2 separate regions of the Ovis aries genome follow, and region 2 is linked to region 1. A link is a contact called in public Hi-C data. All regions are on one chromosome and are shown on one strand. The core of a region is the stretch at or near the end of the contact, and the rest is flanking DNA. Distances in the headings are between cores, read along the strand shown. Region 1 holds the start of ZNF839 (zinc finger protein 839). Region 2 holds the start of ANKRD9 (ankyrin repeat domain 9).

Region 1 (5,452 bases), core at 1,434-3,933:
GCTGGTCTGATTTTTCAATCTGCTCTGCAGACTAGTTTACCAAGTGGGTATTCTACCTGATACCTGTTATATGTCTATTTCATTCAACAAACTTTTCCTAAGTATCGCTGGGGGCCAATTCATAAACAAGTCAGGTCCCAGCCTCACCCGTGGGGCCACCTGCAGGCCCGCTGACTCAGGTCTGCACTTTGCCTCAATGTCTGTACTTTCAAAAGCTCCACTGTTGCATCTGAAGGCAGACTGGGTTAATCGCGGAATGCTGATAGGAAAACACCACCAGCACAGCGCAACAGGTGCAGTAAGAGAAGCAGGGGCAGCTCAAGGCTGGCAGGCTTCCTGGAAGAGGTGACCTCCGCAGGGGTCCTTGAAGGATGAGTAGAATTTTGGAACAGACATTCTAGGTGTAAGGACAAACATGTGTGAATGGACGGATGCATGACAAGGAGTACTGTGTGTGGAGGAAACTGAAAATCTCTCTGTGGGGCAGGAACAAGGCTGGGAGGGGTAGGAGCTGACCTGAGGGAGTGCGTTCAGGTTGTACCTTCCAATCCACACCACCCCCCAGAGACCCTCCCCTGCCTGGGTTCTCCAATCACACCTGGGTCCCCGCCCCCACCATCTCTCCTCTTCCGCATTTTCAACTCGGACCCACCCTCCCAGATCTAGCTCAGACCACCTCGTCTCACCCCCTTGGCCAGAAACAACCTCATCCTTTCTCTCCGTGCATTTGGCTCTCTGTCCTATTTATTTATAATCTCTAGCTTTCTGACCTTGGCCAGAAGTTATCTGAGTGATGAGTTACCTCCTTGGTCACATAACCTCCATCTTGTGCGTCTCTATGGCCTTGGTGGCACAGCCAGGGGGCAAAGAGTATTACCAGAACTGAATGCAAAACCACAGTATCATGAATGCATTAAGTATTTATATCACCCCAATGAGAAGAGCTAGAGAACATGATCATGCTATCTAACTCCAATTAAGTTTGCTTTCATTTGGGGGAATACATCATTTTGGGGCTCTTTCCTAAGTTATCTAACCCAAAAAGCTATAGCAACATTCAACAGGCCCTGGAGTGCAGCCACACCTGGGGGAGGCTCAGGGTAAGCACTCAGCCTCTCTCAGCTCCTTCCTCATCTATAAAATGCTGATAAAAACACTTTTGTGTGGTTGCTGAGACCCAAGCAGTCCAGCACTGTGCTGGATAGAGAGAGGAGATGGACAGACTCGGCCACCAGAACCCTTCGGACTCCACAGACCTGCTGTGCAGGACTTCAGTGGGAGGCGTTTATGTCCTCAGCACAGTAGGAGACAAACATCCTACAAATAAGAAAGCCAAAGTCCAACGAGGTTGAATTACCCAAGGTCACACTTCTAAGAAGTTTGGTGTTTGGGCAGTCATACTTGTCTCCCCAAACTTGGGCGAGACAACTCTCCAGTCTTGATGATCAACTGGGTACCAATCTTAACTGGCCAAATCCCTCAGAAACAAAGACATAAGCTTAGTGAAGACTGATGATTCTACTCTCTACCTACTTCTTCTAGAGGCAGGATCTCTGTGGCACTTTTGGAGTGAGAAGCACGGTGACATTTACAAGCCCAGTGCTGAAAGGGAATGTGACTTTACAGGTGACATGAACGACCTCAGGCTTGGATGCTACTCTGGACGCTCTGGGATGTCAAGACCCATGTTCGAGTTCCAGCTTCCTTAGCGGCCAAGAGCTGTGTGACCTGGAAATCAGGCCACTGAGAAAGGACGCTGGCTAGCACACGGAGTGCTTTCACGGGTTTCATTCATTAAGCCAATGTCAGGCACCTGCCGGGTCTGTAACAGGGGTTGCAAACGCAGACGCCGCCACTGCGAGCAGGTGCTGCATCAAGTCACTAGAATGTACTTCGTTCGGCCCCCGAGTCTCGGCCGGGCCCCTTTGCAGCCCCTTCCACCGAAAGACTCTCTACGTTGGTTCCTTTTAATCCACTCAGGTCTCCGCTGCAGTGTCAGGCCTGGGGACCCCTCACTCGGGAGCAGCCCCCAGGTCCGGCCGCTCTTCATGGACTGGGGTCAAACGCTGCACCTGCCGCAGCGCCTGGACACCGTGAGCGCTCAACGAAAACGGGGCGAAACGCCCGCGAGAGGAGCCAGGCAGCGCGGAGGAGCCGCGGGCAGGGGCCCGGCGGGGTGGAGGAGCCGACGGTGCCGGCGCTGACAGGGGCGGGCGGCCTGCCGTCCCCAGGGAGCCGAGTATGGGGACGCCCTGAACTGTAACGGCCGCTCTCTCGGGCAGGGCGGCTCCAAGGCCTACGCGGAGAAGCCTTCCTTCCCCGCGCGAGGCCTCTCCCGGGCCTCAGTTGCCCCACGGCCCCGCCCGGCGCCTCACCTGCGGCGGCAGCAGGCGCGGCGGGCGCGGGGGCTCGGCGCCGGGGCCCCGCTGGAGGGCGGCCTGCTGGGCCGCGTCCCGCAGCCGCCGCGCCGCGTCCAGCACGCAGGGCGGCGGCGGCGGCTCCGCGGGCGGCTGCGCCTTCGTCACCTGCTCCAGGACGCGCCGCAGCTGCTCGGGGCCCAGCGGGGCCACGCGCGCCGCGCTCCCGCGCTGGGAAAAGGGAGCCCGGCCGCCGCTGCAGCCGTCCTCACCGCCACCCTCAGCTTCCGGCTCCGCGTCCGCCATGACAGCCGACGCGGAGACCCGAACCCGGGTCGCCGAGCGCCGGCGGCTCAAATGTGCGTCACCTGGGAAAGGAGGCAGCTACGAGTGCCCCGCAGGCCAAGACATCTCGGAAGGCGACCGCACCAGACTGACACCGCCGGTCGGTGGGCGGTTCAGGCCCCGCCCTGCCGCCCCTTCCCGCCCAGAATGCTACCCGGCCACATTGCCTCATTGTCAGGCCATATTCATCCTTCACCTGTCACCTCCTGCAAGAGGTGTCCAGCAAAAAGTCTTCGAGGTTCCAGAGCTCCTGGCCTAACATCACATTGTCCAAACGCTCTCAGCGTCACCTGAAAACCCTGTCTGGACCTGCGGAGGCATGGATCAGCAGTGGCCCACTGCAGGGGCAGGGGCTCCGGGTGCAGCAGGCTTGGGTGTGGCAGACCCTGTTAGAGGAGATCGCCGTTAACCCCACCATAGAGTTGCAGAGCAGACGACCCCAAAACTGCAGAACAATTATACCAAATAAATTCTCCCACTGTTAAGAAAGTTCTAGGACCTACAACAGATTGCCCAACCTGGGGATCTGGCAGTGGGACTGAGAACCCCCAGGGGAATTTGACTTTGGAGGGCAGTGGGATTTGCTTACAGAACTTACATAGGACTGGGGGAATAGACTCTTGGAGGGCACAAACAAAATGTTCTGCACACCAGTACCCAGGAGAAAGGAGCAGTGACCCCACAGAGACTGACTCAGACTTTCCTGTGAGTGTCCATGAGTATCGGGCAGAGGCAGGCGCAGGGTCGAGGGCACTGAGTGCAGCTGTGCGCGCAGGAGACCTTTTGAAGGGGGTTGCCATTATCTTCGTCATGGCTTCCCTCGTAGCTCAGTGGGTAAAGAATCTGCCTGCAATGCAGGAGACCCAGGTTCAGTCCCTGGCTCTGGAAGATCCCCTGGAGAAGGAAATGGCAACCCGCTCCAGTATTCTTACCTGGAGAATTCCGTGGACAGAGGAGCTTTGTGGCTACAGTCCATGGGGTTGTAAGAGTCGGACGCGACTTAGCAACTAAACCACCACCACCACCATTATCTTCATTACCTCCGCCATAGTTTGGTCTCAGTCAAACAACAGGGAGGGAACACAGCCCAGCCCATCAACAGAAAATTGGATTGAAGATTTACTGAGCATGGCCCCACCAATCAGAACAAGACCCAGTTTCCCCCACAGTCAGTCTCTCCCATCAGGAAGCTTCTATAAGCCTCTTATCCTTATCCCTCAGAGGGCAGAGAGAATGAAAACCGCAATCACAGAAACTAATCAAAACCAGTCACATGGACCACAGCCTTGTCTAACTCAATGAAACTATGAACCACGCCTTATAGGACAACCCAAGACAGAGGGGTCATGGTGGAGAATTCGACAAAACGTGGTCCACTGGAGAAGGAATGGCAAACCACTTCAGTACTCTTGCCTAGAGAACTCCATGAACAGTATGAAAAAACAAAAAGATAGGATACTGAAAGATGAACTCCCAGGTCGGTAGGTGCCCAATATGCTACTGAAGAGCAGTGGAGAAATAACTCCAGAAAGAATGAAGAGACGGAGCCAAAGCAAAAACAACACCCAGTTGTGGATATGACTGGTGATGGAAGTAAAGTCCGATGCTGTTAAAACAATATTGCATAGGAACCTGGAATGTTAGGTCCATGAATCAAGGCAAATTGGAAGTGGTCAAACAGGAGATGGCAAGAGTGAACATCGACATTCTAGGAATCAGAGAAAAAGAAATGCAAAAAGGCAGAATGGTTGAGGAGGCCTTACAAATAGCTGAGAAAAGAAGAGAAGTTAAAGGCAAAGGAGAAAAGGAAAGATATACCAATGTGAATGCAGAGTTCCAAAGAATAGAAAAGAGAGATGAGCAAGTCTTCCTCAGTGATCAAGGCAAAGAAATAGAGGAAAACGATAGAATGAGAAAGACTAGAGATCTCTTCAAGAAAATTAGAGATATCAAGGGAACATTTCATGCAAAGATAGGCACAATAAAGGACAGAAAGGGTGTGGACCTAACAGAAGCAGAAGATATTAAAAAGAGGTGGCAAGAATACACAGAAGAACTATACAAAAAAGATCTTCATGACCCAGATAACCACAATGGTGTGATCACTCACCTAGAACCAGACATCCTGGAATGTGACATCAAGTGGGCCTTAGGAAGCATCCCTACAAGCAAAGCTAATGGAAGCGATGGAACTCCAGCTGAGCTATTTCAAATCCTAAACGATGATGCTGTGAAAGTGCTACACTCAATATGCTAGCAAATTTGGAAAACTCAGCAGTGGCCACAGGACTAGAAAAGGTGTGTTTTCATTACAATCCCAAAGAAAGACAATGCCAAAGAATGCTCAAACTACTGCACAATTGCATTCATCTCACACGCTAGTAAAATAATGCTCAAAATTCTACAAGCCAGGTTTCAACAGTACATGAGCCATGAACTTCCAGATGTTCAAACGATTTACAAAAGGCAGAGGAACCAGAGATCAAATTGCCAACATCCACTGGATCGTCGAAAAAGCAAGAGAGTTCCAGAAAAACATCTATTTCTGTTTTGTAGACTATACCAAAGCCTTTGACTGTGTGGATCACAATAAACTGAAAAATTTGTTCAAGAGATGGGCATACCAGACCACCTTACCTGCCTCCTGAGAAATCTGTATGCAGGTCAAGAAGCAACAGTTAGAACCGGACATGAAACATCAGACTGGTTCCAAATCGGGAAAGGAGCACCTCAAGGCTGTGTATTTTCAC
Region 2 (5,452 bases), core at 811-3,310, 140 kb before region 1:
CGATGCCCCTTCACCCTCAGCCCACTGGTGGCCGTGGAGACGGTGTGAGGTCTCACCTATAGCCCTTGAGGAGCAGCCTGGGCACGTGGGAGCTGTGTGGTTAGTGTCTTGAACCACAGGGAGTTCAGTTGGGACACCACCTCCCTAGCTTGTTTCCCAGGGCCTGGGGGTATGAAAGGCCAAATGTCAACCCCAGAATTTCTATCTGCTTTGCTCTTCCTAGTGGCTCAGAGGGTAAAGCGTCTGCCTGCAGTGCAGGAGACCTGGGTTCGATCCCTGGGTTGGGAAGATCTCCTGGAGAAGGAAATGGCAACCCACTCCAGTACTCTTGCCTGGAAAATCCCATGGACGGAGAAGTCTGGTAGGCTACAGTCCATGGGGTCGCAAAGAGTCGGACACGACTGTGCGATTTCACTTCACTTTGTCCTCCGTCAGAAACATCAGCAACCTGACAGCTGAGAGAAAATGTAGGAGACTGAGGCCTGGAGAGGGGAGGACACAGTGAGAGGTGAGGCGGGGCAGAGGCGGAGCCTGGACTCCCAGCCCGGTGCTCCCCGGACCCCAACCGTGGTCCACGGCCATCTCTGTTCATCTGGTGCTGATCAGGGCTGCCCAGGTGGCACCAGTGGTAAAGAATCTGCCTGTCAGTGCAGGAGATGCAAAAGACATAGGTTCGATCCCTGGGTTGGGAAGATCCCGTGGAGTAGGTAGGATATGGCACCCCACTGCAGTATTCTTGCCTGGAAAATTCAATGGACAGAAGAGCCTGTCAGGCTACAGTCCATGTGGCGGCAGAGAGTCGGACATGACTGAGCAGGCACCATCATGGATCCCCGCCCCCACCTCCCCTCAAGGTATGGTAAGGCCTGCAGGGCCTTGTTGCACTAAGGTAGGCAGCAGTTTGGGTGGCAGGGTCTGGTGGGATCTTGGGCATGCGTGTGCTACTTGTAGAAAGGCCAGGTGGGCAGGGCCCCTTCAATCATAAATGTCTGAAGAAAAGAAACACGTGTCTAGCTTCCCTTTTGTGTGTTCCTCACTTGAAGGACCGATGCTGAAGCTGAAGCTCCAATACTTTGGCCACCTGATGAGAAGAGCTGACTTATTAGAAAAGACCCTGATGCTGGGAAAGACTGAGGGCAGGAGGAGAAGGGGACGACAGAGGAAGAGATTGTTGGATGGCATCACCGACTCGATGGGCTTGAGTTTGAACAAGTTCCGGGAGATGGTGAAGGACAGGGAAGCCCAGAGTGTGGCCGTCCACAGGGTCGCAAAGTCGGACAAGACTGAGCGACTGGACAACAACAACGCATGAAGGTCACCTCCCTGTGAGACCCGATTTCATGGTTGGTGAATCAGGGGTCATAATTCCCACCGCCACTGGCTGTGGAAATGAAATCAAGCGTGTTTAGCACAGAGATTGGTGCAGCTAGGCGCTGATAAGTGACTGTTTGCATCCGGTTCACCATCCATTCCCTGGGAAAGTCAGCCTGGAGCAGGGGCTCCAGATGCCCGGACCCTCTGGGGCAGAACGCGGCCGGGGACCCTTAGGGGTCACAACCCCTTCCCCCTCCACGTGCGGTCCCGGGAAAACAGTCCCGGAGGTCATCCCCAAGGTCACAGAGGGTCAGTGCAAAGGGGACGTGGAAGACGTCTCGTGGGGTGCCGAGGAGAGTCACGCTCGACGGAGCCCGGGCGCCTGAGTGCGAGCACAGACTCGCTGAGCGGAGGCACCGCAGGCCGAGGGGCCCTCCCGGCGCGGGTGGCCAGCCGCCGGGAGCCGGGAGCCCTTCTCCGCCAGCCACTCGGGTTTCCGGGAGCCCCGCCCCGCTCGCTCCCATCGCGGCCCCGCCCCCCGTGCGCCCGCAAGTTTCTCCCAACTTTTCCGCGGGTCCCCCCGGGTGCCCCGCCCGCCGGCCGGTGACGTAACAATGGTGCAGCGCGGTGGCCAATAGGCGCCGGCGGAGGCCGGCGGCGCGGGCCAATGGCGGCGGCGGGCGGCCCAGCGGTCCTGCCCGGCCCGGGCCGCACTGCGCCGCCCGCCGCCCGCCCGCCCGCCGCCGGCGCCGGCACCGCAGCCCAGCGATCCGGCAGCGGCGGCTCAGAGCGCGGCTGAGGCGGGCGCGGGCGGCGGCGGCGGCCTCCCGTCCGTCTGTCCTGGGAGCTTCGCCTGCGCACGGACCCGCGGGGAGACGGCGCGCGCTCCCGCCCGCCGCGGGGGCGGGGACGCCAGGCTCGCGGCCCCTCCAGCCCCCAAGGTGAGTCCCCCTTCCTCGGCCCGCTCGGCGTGCGGCTCCCGCCCCAGGCGCGACTCCCTGGCCACCGCCCCCCCCCATTCTCCCTGGACACACGCTCACGCAGGTGCAGCCCTCGCTGCGCCGGCCACTGGCCTGCAGATACTCTGGCCTCGCCCCCCCGCGACCCGGGGTCCGGCCGTGCGGCCGGTGGGGTCCGGGGCGGAGCTGGCGGGCGGCCCTGGGCGCGCGGCCTTGCCCTCGGTGGCCCAGCCCCCACCCCCCATTCACTGAGCCGCGACCGTGACTCGCTGCCCAGTGACGTGAGGCCGGCCCAACTTTACGTAACCCGCCCGGCGCCCAGTGTCCACACAGGGTACACCCGGGGTGCGGAGGCCCCGGCGTGGGGCGCCGCTTTCCAGTCACGGTGCCCCCTTAAAGGGCGCTGTGGCTCCAGCTCCCCTCCGCCCCCTGCCCCGTGCCCGTCTCTGTAACTTAAGTTACCCGGTGTGTGTGGACTCAGCCTACCCGCTGACCCAGGGCCCTTGTGACCCAAGGGCTTACCCTTGACAAAATGCGGTGGGGAGCTGGGGCCAGGGGCTGGAAGTCAGGGCTCAGGTTGGTTGGTGCAGGGGGCTTTGGGGACAAGGTTAGGGCTCAAGCTGGGTTTCCGGTGGGTTGGCGGGTCCCCCCACTTCTGGAATGAGCCCGAAATACGAGGTAGGAGATCTTGGGTCCAGGCCTGGCTCTGCCATGACTTGCCGGCTGACCTTGGACAAGTTTGTCCCTTGCTGGAAAGTGGGATGCCAAGCCCTGCTTCGTCCAGCCTCTGGGAAGACCAAGGGAGCTAGCAGACCTGGGGCGGGGTCTGCAGGCCCTGAAGAGTGTACACACCGGTCTCTTGGTTGATTTCATCCCCCTGCCTCCTCGCGGGAGCTTGGGGCGGGGACGGCACGGAAACACCATGTTTGGGTGGAAGGCTGGAGGCCCCCCTCCCTGCTGTGGCTCCCAGCCTGCCTTCCCTCTTTCTTACAGATGAGGAAGCTGAGGCTCAGAGGACAGTGATACACCCACCTGCACAGAACTTGGTCATTGCGGTGCACTAACCAGGTAGGTCTGAGTCAGGAGCTCTGCCCCTGGGCAGGGTCTCCTAGCTGCAGACAGGGGTCAGATGGCAGGGTCAAGGTTAGATGGAGTTGGGGAGAGGGAGTTTGGGCTACAGAAAGGGTTTGGTTCAGCTTGAGATGTGAGATGCAGCTCTCCTACACCCCCACCCCCGACCTGGCTTTTTCCTTAATTGGGGTTGGGTGCAGCTGCCGCAGGTGGGAGCAGGAACTCTTCTGGCGGGTCCCTGGGCTGGAGGGGGTGTGAGGTTTCAGTGTGGTCTTGGCAACGGTAGGTGGGGGGCTATGAGGGCAGAGGCAGGGGAAGGGGGTCCTTAGTCGAGGTACCAGATAAGGAGACGATCTCAGGGAGGGCCACCGTCTGCCGCTAGATCCAGGATGTGGGAGGTGGTTCAGGGCCTGGAAGAGAAGCGAGCTGTTGAGGAGTGACTGGGACAGCCCGTCGGAGGCTGGGGGTGGGCGGGGGAGGCCGGTACCAGACAGGCCCAGCCAGGTGGGGAGGCGTGGGGGGCTTCGACAGGAGACCCCCCCCCTCCCGCCTGGATCCTCGACCCTCACTGGACCTCTCTGCTCGCAGGTGGTCGGCCCCCGGGGGCCCATGCCGTGAGGTGAGGACGCCCAGCCAGCATGCCGTGGGACGCGCGACTGCCGGGGGGCGGCGCGGAAGGCGGGCCCGAGGGCGCGGGGGCGGCGCGCTCTAGGGCACAGAAGCAGTGCCGCAAGTCGTCGTTCGCCTTCTACCAGGCCGTGCGCGACCTGCTGCCCGTCTGGCTGCTGGAGGACATGCGCGCCAGCGAGGCCTTCCACTGGGACGAGCGCGGCCGTGCTGCCGCCTACTCGCCGTCCGAGGCGCTGCTCTACGCGCTCGTGCACGACCACCAGGGGTACGCGCACTACCTGCTGGCCACCTTCCCGCGGCGCGCGCTCGCGCCTCCGAGCGCTGGCTTCCGCTGCTGCGCGGCGCCGGGGCCGCACGTGGCGCTGGCCGTGCGCTACAACCGCGTGGGCATTCTGCGCCGCATCCTGCGCACCGTGCGCGACTTCCCGGCCGAGGAGCGCGCGCGCCTGCTCGACCGGCGCGGCTGCAGCCGCGTGGAGGGTGGTGGCACGGCGCTGCACGTGGCCTGCGAGCTGGTGCGCCCCGAGTGCCTCTTCCTGCTGCTCGGCCACGGCGCCTCGCCCGGCCTGCGCGATGGCGGCGGCCTAACGCCGCTCGAGCTGCTGCTGCGCCAGCTGGGCCGCGACGCCGGGGCTGCTGCCCCTGCGGCCTCCGGGGCGCCCGCGCCGCCGCTTGGGGAGCCGCGCCAGCGCCGCCTGCTGCTGCTCGACCTGCTGGCGCTGTACACGCCCGCGGACGCCGCCGGCCCGGCCCGCCGCGAGCTGCTGGGCGACCGGCCACGCTGGCGGCGGCTGCTGGGTGAGGAGAAGTTCCAGTGGCTGGCGGGCCTCGCGCCGCCCTCGCTCTTCGCGCGCGCCATGCAGGTGCTGGTCACCGCCATCTCACCCGGCCGCTTCCCCGAGGCCCTGGATGAGCTGCCGCTGCCGCCCTTCCTGCAGCCGCTGGACCTCACGGGCAAGGGCTAGAGCGCGCTCCAGACCCTGGACTTTTGGAGCATACAATTTTTAAGAGCGTTGTACCTGGCACTTTACATATATTGTTTCTGGACGGCAGAACCTCTGTTTTCGTCTGTTGGCGTGCTTCGGGGGGCCAGGACAGGATGGGCAGGCGAGCCGTGAGCTGCGGCTTCCGGATGCGGCCGCGCTCAGCTCCACACCTCCCTGGGTGCGTGGAGCGGGGCTGCGAGGTCAGGCAACTTCTGAGAGCCGGGCCCTGTCCTCAGCTCCCTGCGCAGACCCGAGGACCGGAGCCCCGCCTTGATTTAGAGCCTCCGGAAGGTGTTCCAGAGGGAGAGACAGCTGAGCGGAGGAGGAGTTGGGCAGGTGCTGGGGGCCGGCTTGTGCAAAGGCCTGGAGGCTGAGGGAACCGCCGTGGGGGCGCTGGCTGGAGGGCCTCTACCCCGGCAGCAAGAGGGGCCTCGCCAGCTGCCCTGTGGGCTCGGGCTTGGGCTCGGGTTCTTAGAGCTGAGGACGGAGAAG

The links. Hi-C and Micro-C count contacts between places; a contact is called where the count stands out from the background.
Region 2: a contact with region 1 is called in a Hi-C map of liver, with 3 times the contacts expected there. The contact joins the promoter of ANKRD9 here to the promoter of ZNF839 in region 1. A contact is called at or near these places in 3 of 16 Hi-C or Micro-C datasets (hypothalamus, liver and tail adipose tissue).

What each region holds. Positions count from the first base shown.
Region 1 is chr18:64,749,010-64,754,461 of ARS-UI_Ramb_v3.0, reverse strand. It overlaps ZNF839 (zinc finger protein 839), which reads right to left and starts at 2,683. Exons shown (of 8, transcript XM_042235521.2): 1 at 2,376-2,683. The coding sequence starts at 2,663. It also overlaps the pseudogene LOC106990319.
Region 2 is chr18:64,886,168-64,891,619 of ARS-UI_Ramb_v3.0, reverse strand. It overlaps ANKRD9 (ankyrin repeat domain 9), which reads left to right and starts at 2,060. Exons shown (of 4, transcript XM_042235529.2): 1 at 2,060-2,255; 2 at 3,267-3,341; 3 at 3,933-3,963; 4 at 4,100-5,029. The coding sequence starts at 4,139. The coding sequence ends at 4,939.